2 separate regions of the Mus musculus genome follow, and region 2 is linked to region 1. A link is a contact called in public Hi-C data. All regions are on one chromosome and are shown on one strand. Each heading gives the region's core, a stretch centred on a gene start, on an enhancer-like site or on the middle of the called end of the contact. The rest is flanking DNA. Distances are from core to core; before and after follow the strand shown.

Region 1 (5,576 bases), core at 1,367-3,866:
TTCCCGAGAAGCTGACTAGCTAATTCTAAATGTATGAAATTATAGAATCCTGGGATAGTAGGAAAAGCTTTTGAAGGAACACGCAGTTGGAGGCCTATTCCATTTCAATGACTTAGCACACAGCTATAATAACAGCACTGTGGTAGTGTGCTGTCAGGGCAAACATTGCTTAAGGAAGCAGAACAGAGTCCAAAAGTCAACCATACAGAAGGTCAAAGAAATCTGCTAAGTCAGTGGGAAAAAGAGTTTGGATTGTGTTTGGAAATTGGATATCCATAGAGAAGAAGAGCCTTAACTCAATTGCATGCCGCACATAAATATTAAAAAAATAAAATTTTAAATTGAGCCAAATGTTTGAGATAATCTTTACAACTCTGAGGTAAATTTTTTCTCTTAGACAAACAAAAAACAAATAAACCAAAAAACCCACTAATGATAAAATAATCTTTTTATATAAATCAGACTTCATCAGAATTCAAATCTTGTGCCATTCAAACAATACCACCAGAAAATTAAAAGAGCAATCATTCCTCTTGGAAGAATATTTATAAAATACTCATTTTACATAAGATCTGTTTCTAAACTATACAGGGAACTCAATAAAAGTACATTAAGTACATTAAAACTGAGTAAATATATGAACAGACATTTCAGAAAGAAGATAGGTGAAGAGACATGAAAATGAAGCACATGAAAAATGCTTAATAGGTTTACTCACCCAAGAAACACAAATTAACATCTCTGCATACCCACAGAGTGGCCAACATTCAAAATACCAACAATAACAAGTGCTGACAAGGACACGGAACAAGTGCAACACATACATTTCTGGTAGAAATGATCTATGACAAATTTCTTTTTGGAAAATAGATTGGTAGTTTCTAAAAAGGTAAACACTCACTGACTGTATGAATAAGCAATTAGATCTTTAAGTATACCTTGGAAAATATAAAAATATATGTCAAAGGAGAGAGATGTGCTCAAACACTCAGAATATATTTGGAATAGCATCAGATCAATGAACAAATCAAATGGTACCATAGCTACACAATAGATACTGTTTGACAGTAACGGGAAATAAAAGACCAATATATACAACTCTCTAACCAGAGTTCAAAAACATGCTGAATAAAAGAAAACCAACACAAAAGAGATGAACAGTCTTTGTTATTTATTTACTGAAACTTTAGAGAGACCCTAGTACCTATGCCACATGGATGGAAAATAAGTCAGTGCTTGTATATTCAGCAAGGGGCACTGACTACAGACACACACAGGACTGCTAGTGTGCCTGAAATCTTCTCTGTCCTCACCGTATTGGTGGTTCCTTGTAGTGTTATCAAAATTCACTGGTTTATAATTATTACACATTAACAGCACTGAGTTTTTAAAATAAGCTGTATTAAGGGAATGATGGCTTTTACGTACTCCTAAAGAGGTCCATGCCTATGCAGTGAGTATGGCATCTTGTTAAAGCCGGACTAAATATACTCAGCGGCTTTAAAGAGGAGAGCAATCCTAGGGAAAGGGGGCAGTTGATCACGGGAATTCAGATTGCCTTTCAAAAGAGAATTGTGGACATGACAAATTATGTTTATTAAAAACAATATGACATAGTGGCTAAGTACTTAGCCCTTAGATTCAGATTGAGCTGAATTCAAATTATTATCTGTCTATTTTATGTCTATAGCCTTAGACAAATTGTTAAAATCAAGAATGAATACCTTACTTTTCTGTGCTAGCAGAATGACATCATCATCTATAATAGACATGCATGACTGCATGACAAGCCACAACTCAATAATGAGACCTTTTGTTCTCATGGCATAGCCGCGGCTCTTCACGGCGAGGTAAGGAGAGTCAGGACTATTATCTCCAGTCATATGGATAAACAACAGCAGAGTGGTGAAACTATTCCCTTTACTGCCCTGGTGCTGGCATAGCAGAGCTGGCACCAGTCCCTGGTCCTCTGCAGTTCTTTATTTGCACTTTGTGTAAAGTTGTAGGGCATAATATTGGCTAAGCCCCTGAGGCAGCTACAGCTATTTCTCACTGAAACCTAATCTTAAGACTTCAGGACGCACCAAAGGCCTTGTCCAATGTAATGCTCACAGCACAGTCAGGGAGCTGACCTGCTTCTTTTCCTCAATGAAATCAGATAAAAATCAAAAGTCTGACTTTAGAAACGTGAATACCAGTCTTACATGGTGATCTTGTATCTGTTGATTACAAGATAAAAATTGTGCTTGTATTTTCTTCGTCATTGTTTTTCAATCAGTTATATTTTATTACACAAATGTATCAATCTATAATACATTTGATAATAGGAAAACAGCAGATAAAAGCATTTGTCCTCTCCCACAGAGAGTTTAAGGATTACTGTTTGAGGGTAGTAAGGATCTCTTCCTCTTCCAGGCATAGACAAACACAGAGAGGAGAGAGGGTAATAGCCTTGATAGTGGGGTCATTTCTCTATACACTGATAAGAGACGGGTAGAATTGCTTAAGCTAGTCTCTGAATTAGAAAGCCGTCCCCAGACTAAATTTATTCAAGGCTGACCTAAAAAGAAACACAGTGGTGAGGGGGGCGGGTCTCACGCCTACCAAGAAGCACAGTCACTTCCTTTTCCTGTTTTGAGTCAGCTCAGTCTGGCAAGAACTCTCCTCTCCAATTTCCCCTCCACTCCCAGGGTCTTGGTGATTTCCACTTGGCCATCAAGGGTGGCTTAGTGGGACCATCCAAAGGATATTACAGACTTTATGCTGAAATGCCCCCGAGGACTGTTTGATCTAGATGGGAAAACTGAAGATCAGAGAGCAGAAAAGATTTGTCCAAGGTCACTTAGCCCATTCCCAGCAGGGTCCCAGCTTTTGCGTGTAGAAGGCTTTAACAAATAGGAATGGAACAAGCTTTTGTGAAACCATCTCCAACATTTACTATAGTGGATATAGATCTGGTTAGGTTAACAAGGAGATATGCAGAGTCACCACCGTGTGAAAATGACGTGGTATGCAATACAGCCATTTGATTAAAAGCTATTTAGGAAGTAGGAAGGTATTAGCTGCTGCACACTTGTGTTAGGTTTTGGGGATAGAAATCAGATAAAGCTCATCTACATTAACAGCGTATAGATAGAACCAAAGTGCTAAGTAGTACTAAGAGGGCCAGCAGACAGTCAGTCACATATACTATTCAATCCAGAGTAGCTGTCATTATCCCCATGAGTTAATAAAATGGGCCACTAAGACATTAGCTGTGACTGAGTTCACACCACTAATGATGACAGAGCTGGGAACGAAATCAAAATCTTCAGAACGCAAGCTCTTCCTACCGGCTCACAGCAGGGTTTTAGAAGTAGTCCTTAAAATGTCCTACTCCTAGCTGACACACAAGATGCAGGCACATGGGAGGGAAAGCAGCATGGGAGTGCTCTCTCAGGTCAGCACTTCCCAGAACACCAGAGAGTGGGGGCTTCACTCAGAGGAGAAAAGAGCTTTGACCTTCTTCATCTGTGAGCGCTCAGGGAGCTTCTGGGAAACTCCTTGTTTCTGCTTTTTCTTTGTCACTCTACATGCTTTCCAGTATTGCTTGATTCGTTTAAGAGTAACACTCACTTGGGACTGGTGAGATGGCTGAGGGGTTAAAAGCACTGGCTGCCCTTCCAGAGGACCTGGGTTTGATCCCCGGCACCCACATGACAGCTTACAACAATCTGTAACTCCAGCTCCAGAGCATCTGTACCATGGGCAACTTAGCCACGCGTGGTACATAAACACGTATACTGAAAAAAGACCCATACATATAAAAATAAATAAATGAAATAAAAAGTATTCAGTATAGCTACTTACATTAAACCATTTAGGTCTCTACCGTATTCAGAGACATTCCAGATCTACACAAGTTTGTGCCAAGTCTGTGGCTGGTGCAATGTGGTCACCACTGACACTTCTTAAAATCTAGGGGGAAATTAGTCTAAAATATTGTCATGTGTGGAAGGAGGAGTTGGGAATGGAGTGGAAAATCGACTTAATCTTGCCAAGTTTAGAAGTGCCGATTCATGATTTTCCAACTTTCACCCATATTATGTCATTCCCTGTATTTGCCTTGATCCTAAAAAATATGGCAGCCTGGGGCTACCCAGAACCAACAGTCCTGGTTAGATGATCCTGACTAGCCTATGGACGAGCAGTATGAATCTCTCAGTCACCAAGTATGGAATATTGATTCCATAGAAAATCCTAGATATGCCCATATTGGCTTCTTTCTTTTGGAAACAGTTGCATGTATTGTGGTGATGTAATATTCTAAAAACATCCCCTAAATCCTAAGATTTTGAATGTTTTGCCTGATCTCATAACCAAAGTTGACACTACTTAACACTTAGCATGTTAAACCTGCTTCAAGAGAACAATGTAACAACGGGACTTAGCCTGTTAAACCTGCTTCAAGAGAACAATGTAACAACAGGACTTACTTGCCATGTGGTCAGTTCTTACCACCAAAGGTAATGCACAGCTACAACCTTAAGTTACATTCTCTTCCACGTCCCCAACACAGACTAATGCATGTACATCATTTGTTAAAAACATCAAATGCAGAAGTTGAAAGCAACTTCCTAAATCCCACCAGAGAGGTTGAAAGCAACCATTTATGGATACTGGTTGATCAACAATGACATTTGTTATCTGGGTCAATTGGAGCCAGTGACTTTATTGCTGATAGTTCTGCTAAGCATCCATCATTCTTTCTCCTGTATGATACTTTCTATGCTTTTCCATAAAGACAGAGCAGAGCTTTTTGTAGGGAGGTACAGATACACACAGTTACACAGCTGTCACACACAGACAGACACACAGTGACATGGGGACAAACAGATTCACAATCCAGTCTTCAATCAGTCTAACAGATTCAGACACATGCAGAAGACAGACAGAGGAAGAAAGACACAGAGAGTGTGAAGTATCTAGACTGTCTCTTGCTTAGAGTGCTTTTATTTCTTTCCTTAACAAAGCACTAATGCATTCTTGGCAACTCAGAGTATCTTTAACACATTATAATTCATGCAATGTAACCCAGGCTTGCCTTGGTATTGAACTTCTGAGCCTTCAGCATCCATTACTTTCCCACAGCCACCTCCCTCCACCATGCAGTGCTAGGAAACCCCCACAACTAACTTATTTGGTGCTGGGAACAAACAGGACTTCATGCAGACTAGGTAAAATTTTACAACCTGGGCTACACTGACATAATAATTTCAGAAAAAAAAAGAGAAAGTTCTCTTGAAGATTAAACATCATTTCTAAAATGGTTTTAGTCATCAGCTTCTCCAAATGTCATATTTATTTACATTAATATTAATGGTTCCCAATTTCTATCAAATAGTAGTCAAATGCAAAACTGTGTCTCAAGTCTCTGTACCAGTATGAGAGCTGATATTGTCCTCAACACACCATTTATGCAGGAGTTCCTTTCCTGGACATTTTACTGATGCCTTCCTTTTTTGAGACAGTCTCCTGGCTGGCCTGGAATTTACGATGTAGACCAGACTGCTTTGAAGTCACAGAGACTTGCTTGC
Region 2 (5,576 bases), core at 2,136-4,635, 630 kb before region 1:
TAAAAAGAAACTCTACAAATACAGAAAACATTTGCCAACAAATCAGTGGCAGGGCCATCTAGAAAGGACGGATCTCCTGGAATCACCAACTGGACTTTATACGCAGTGTCTGTTATGGAGGACTCTAGACAAAACGACTTGAAGCCCCCTTGAGGAAATGGGGGCTTCTTTACTTAGGTCAGCGCCTCTCCTCATCCCTGGGTTTTTCTTGTCCTGCAGATCCTCATGTTGCCTGTGCCTATAGAGAGCTTTTCCTAATTAAACAAACAAACAAAATCCCGTCTGGAGGAAAAAATAGAAACCATGTTTTTAAAAATTTTTTTTTTCAAGACAGGGTTTCTCTGTGTAGCCCTAGCTGTCCTGGAACTAAGAAATCCACCTGCCTCTGCCTCCCCAGTGCTGGGATTAAAGGTGTGTGCCACCACGCCCGGCTGTTTTTCAAAACTTAAGATGTCACTTTATCAAGAAAAAGACAGATACCAACCTGATTACCTTCTCTAAAAAAATATCTCTTCTCTATAACCTGCAAAAACAGACGAAGACTTTAGGGCTCAGCATACTTCCCCAGAAAAAGCAATTAATTTATAACTTTCATTAATGCAACCATAGGACATATTGCCAAATTAAAACCCTTTTCAACAGCTCTGGACATTTAATACAGTGAGTTAAGACTCTGATGCTGGGGCTAGAGGGAGGGCTCGGCAGCTGAGCACTTGTGGCTTTTTGAGAGGACTGGAATTTGGTTTCCACCACATACACTGGGCAGCTCACAACCACCTGCAAGTAGCTTCAGGGGATCCCACACCGTCTTGTGGCTTCTGCAGGTACTTGTGGTATATGTGACACGTGCACGAGTGCATACACACACATACACAGGCACACTTGCATGCATGCACACAATCTTAAAACCTGGTGCTAACCGGATTGAAAGAGTGAGATTATTTCCATTACTATCTACTCATTTCTAAAGGAAGGAAGGGTTCACCAATGAACAGGATACGGTGTACACTCTATCATTATGAGACTTTGTAGTCAATCCCGACATGCAGGAAGCAGAGCCAGGGGGATTAGGAGTTCAAGGCAAGCCTGGGCAACTTGGTGAGTTTCAGACCATTCTAGTTTATGAAGTAAGACTTTGCTTCAAAAGTAAACAAAACTCAGAAATAAGTAACACATGGAAACTAAATAAGGACAGAATAATGTCCCAACAGGTCCCTAGCAGCAATCAGGCCGAGTTTCCCACCAGCTGGCTCCTAAAGGATCGCTACAGCACTGCTGCAATCCTCAAGACGGGTCTGCGTGAAGCAGCGAGGATTCTGTGCATCCTGCCTGTGGACAAGCACACAGCATCAAGCAGTCAGCGGGTTTCCCTCACAGGCTTCGCTGCTATTCTTATGCAGTCCTTTCAGGGCTTGCTGAATTTGTCAGGGGGAAGACAGGCTAAAGCAGTGGATGTATCTTATAAAACATCACAGCTCGTGTGAAGAAACTCACACGTCCTAACACAATGGGTTTGAGGACCATGCTTTCAGATGATGAAGGAGAGTATAAAAAATACGGATTTCCAGTCTATCCCTGTAGACACTGCACTGGTTGCAGAGGTGCTGCTGCAAGGGAAACATCAAGTAAGTTACAGATGAGGTGCAGATGGACTAAGACAGTCGCATCTGGAGGGATGAAGCTGGGAAGCCTTCTGACACAGAGCACAACCTGTCCTTTCAGGCCTGGGAAGCTTGCTCACAATTGCCTAAGAGAAATTATTCTGGTTTTCGCTCCTGGAGACTGTGTCTGAGTTAGTATTTGAAGTCATATGAGACTAGGACAAAGATGCACTCATTGGCCTTTGAGGTAGAAAACCTGGTTTCTGGTTAGCATACACCTTGAAACACTGAGTCCCTGAAGCCCCCAAAGGACTGATGCCTTTCCTCGTTCTCAGCAGGACAGAGTCACCTTATCACGCAGGCATAGACTTATCACCAGCTAAGAAAATCTGGAGGACCCAGCCCACCTCTAGTCGACGCAGCCTTGGCATTCTGAAAGGTTTTCTCTACAGAAAATGGGGCAGACCTGTATTGCCATGTATTTTGCTTTCATATTCAGTACACGTTGTGTAAGACCAGCCAATCGTTTTGCTGATGCATTCTTTACTGAGACTTAGACAACAAAGCTAGCTTACTCTTTTGCTGAGAGTTGTTCACCCCCAACTCACGAAGTCCTCTCTTATGCATATTACTCCTTTCTTAAAACCAACCTATCTATCTATCTATCTATCTATCTATCTATCTATCTATCTATCTATCTATTTATGAATGAAGCTTTGCTGATAACTTAGGCTATGCTAGTCTAAAATCCATTGTTTCTCTAGGATGTGACTTAAGAGCTCTTAGCTTTAAAAACACTTAAAACACATAAACGTATACTATGTGGCCTTTCCAGATCAAACCCAGATCTATAGGATGCTGTTTTAAGGGACAGGGTTTTGTATTAGATGGGGACACGGATCTAAACCAAGCAGATGCTGCAACATTTTAGATTTGAAAACAATATGGAGAGAATATATAGTTCCTTGTACCACTTCCCAAGAAAAGGCTAATATCTGTGCAGCCTAGCAAGGGAGAACAGAGACTGTCACTTTCCCAGGCCCTAGCTAGACGGTAGGCCTCTGAGAACCACAGTCCCCTACTGGATATATATATATTCCATAAGGAACATCTGTAATTTTAAAACTTTATTTATTTTATGTTTATTTATATGTATATGTGCAGTGTGTGTACCTGCTTGCTTGCATGTGCACCACAGAGGCCAGAAGAGGGTAGTGGATCGCTGGTGCTAGAGTCACAGGTGGTTGTGAGCAGCTCTCTGTGGGTTTGGAGACCTAAATCTGAGTCCTTTGAAGGAGTAGCAACTGCTCTTAACCATTGAGCAATTTTTCCAGCATTGACTAGACCTAACATAGAGATGATTTTTTTCAGTAATTCATGCAGAACAAAGTCCTATATTGCGCTGCTATGCGAAATGGGCAGGAGGTAAGGCAGCTGCATAGCCTGGAGATGCAGATGAGCAGGGCTCCAGCTCAGTGTCAGGAGGGTGCAGATGTTCCTCACAGGGAAACAACAGACTCCAGGAGACAGCTTAGCTTTACAAAGTAATAGCGACATTTACATGGAAAATATTCATAGCTGAGAGAATAAAGGGCTTTAACCTCTGTTCGGTGCCTCTGGAGAGACGTAATTACACAAAGCACTAAACAACAGCTGACTATAAACTGTTTTGAGGAAGACTCCTATCTTTTTAAGAACCCCCACTCAATCCAATAGCCTTTACTCTTTGCTTAGAGAGCGCTAGCGATGGAGTAAGTACGTCAGCAGGCCTTGAGCAATTATTCCAACAGATAAGAGAGATCAAAACAGGTATTCAGGCTGTGAAGTTTTGGGCAAAGGAACAAAAGGACACAGCATTCTACAAAGAGTTTAAGCTATCATATGTTAAGTTTAAAAATAACTTAATTGAAGCCATTACCTTATCAAAAAATCTACTGAGCTTGACAGCATTGGAGGAGCCTGCAGCTGAGGACCGTGGGTTTGTGCAATCCTGGAAGACAAAGGCGCACAGAGAAAAGCCAGGAGTGAGGCTCCAGTGCCATTCTGTATAAGTCATCGGAATGCTCACAAAATACAAAGCAATACTCAGATTATGATACGTGAGCAGGAAGGCAAAGAAGGTGCAGCCATTTAGTCCTGTCATCTGAGCAATATTGGAGGATACTAACTCCACACACCCATCATTAATTACTAGCATATTGTTAACAAAACCAAGGGACTGATCAGGTGACCTGCATATGTTAACAAAATCACATCAACAGGATTTATGTAAACACGTACTGCAGACCAGGGACTAAGTGTTTAACGAGTTAAGAACTATGCAGTCTGTATAATAGTTGGAAACATGAAAATAAGATTTAGCCAAAGAACAAACAGTTGTAAGGAATTTCTCCCTTTCTTCATATAACAAAAGGCATACTGGTTCTGATAATAATAGATATATTATCTAGGAAGATTCTTTACGTAGGAAGCACAGAGCTCAGAGGAGGCTGCACAGCCTGGGACACTAAGTCATCACAACACCTTGTAAATAACAGCGAGTCAGCTTTGATCTTTACCTCAAATGCCACCAAGACCAAATTGTACAGGTATCATTCAGACTCCTTCATAAAGATAAGTGTCTTGCAAGCATCTGTGGGCCCTCCGTGCCTCTTGAGCAGTTTCTGAAATGATTCTTGCTGTAACAGCCAGGCCCACATATTTCCTTCTAATCCATTTAGTAGCAATGTCAACACAGCATTTCAAGGATTGCCCTTTAAACAATGGCAGCAACTATAACAGTTCTCACCCCCCCCGCCCCCCCCCCCCGCCAGGAGTGGGGAGGTAGGAAAGGGGGCTAACTGCTTATAATTACAATAGTTTCCAAAGATCATAAAATACTAGGGGAATCAGCATCTTGGAGGCCAGTAATCTCTGTCTTCAAGTATCTGTGCCAACGTTTCCAGATTGTGTACCCTGCTTAAGTCATTATGGCTCTAAAGTTGGGCTTACTCATTTGTGAAACGGAGATGATTCTATTCAGAGTTTTGTGAAATGCAAAGAGGTACTGCACGCCTGTCACACAGCAGGCACTGGGGCATCAGTTCTCTTTCTCATTGTTACAAATGCTATCAGACTGAATTTTCAAGCACAGAAACATTTAATTTAATACAGATAATCCCATGTGTGGATTAACTACCCGGGTATCTCACCGTGTACACACTGCTGAATTTGCAATAATGTTTGAACACATTTCTGTACCAGTTGGGACAGATGAGAAATCAACCTTAGACCTGCATTAGATGGTTTTGCGAAATGGTTATTGATTACCTCATCAGAACATTTAATGACGACTCTAAGTAAGAGTTAAAATTACTAAATAAAAAAAAACCCTAAATCAAATGGCAATCAAACAAGTTGCCATCTCCCCCATAAAATTAACTACTGGGCTCCACAATTTAGGTTGAGCAGGAAATCTGAAACTACATCCTTTTTAGGATGAAAATTTTGGAGCTGAAAAAGCCATCTGCCATTGATCATGGCTGAGGGAGAGCCTGAAAATCAGAAGCTCTAAACAGCTTGTGTGAATGTGGAAAACGACCAGAAACTAAATAAACACACATGAGAAAATAGACTATATACGTAATAACCCTAGTGCCTACTTTTAGTTAAATAATTTGCATTTACAAAGGCATAGAGAAATCCTGACTCCACTCTTGATACATGTGTGTTGGATTCAGGCTTCTTTGTAGGCGTAATGGTGAGCTAGCACTAATGCTACCACCATATTAGTCTCAGTTTGAGGTTCTACGTTTGCTTGTCTGACTCTATTTTCAATTCTCATATTCATCTGCCTTCCTGCACTTTAATTTTTTGTATCCTCATTAGCCACTTCTAGTATTGTTTCTGTTGTGTTGTGAAAGGACACACTGACAAACTAAAGACATGTCATATGTAAGTCCTTGGGAGACTGTCCTACTGCTTATCTTTTGGTTT

The links. Hi-C and Micro-C count contacts between places; a contact is called where the count stands out from the background.
Region 2: a contact with region 1 is called in a Hi-C map of liver, with 2.5 times the contacts expected there. The contact joins two enhancer-like sites. A contact is called at or near these places in 1 of 484 Hi-C or Micro-C datasets (liver) and 1 of 9 other capture datasets (embryonic stem cells).

The regions. Positions count from the first base shown.
Region 1 is chr16:36,938,386-36,943,961 of GRCm38.p6, reverse strand. All of the region lies in intron 3 of Hcls1 (hematopoietic cell specific Lyn substrate 1), which reads right to left. Among named protein-coding and RNA genes, the nearest start is that of Hcls1, 6.2 kb to the right of the region's middle. Within about 2 kb of position 2,616, at least 113 of the 459 cell types and tissues checked have an H3K27ac peak or open chromatin away from gene starts, as enhancers often do. A contact at or near this core is called in liver, where this site is marked.
Region 2 is chr16:37,565,335-37,570,910 of GRCm38.p6, reverse strand. It overlaps Rabl3 (RAB, member RAS oncogene family-like 3), which reads right to left. Exons shown (of 8, transcript NM_001042499.1): 6 at 3,520-3,591; 7 at 485-523. Among named protein-coding and RNA genes, the nearest start is that of Hgd, 12 kb to the left of the region's middle. Within about 2 kb of position 3,385, at least 18 of the 459 cell types and tissues checked have an H3K27ac peak or open chromatin away from gene starts, as enhancers often do. A contact at or near this core is called in liver, where this site is marked.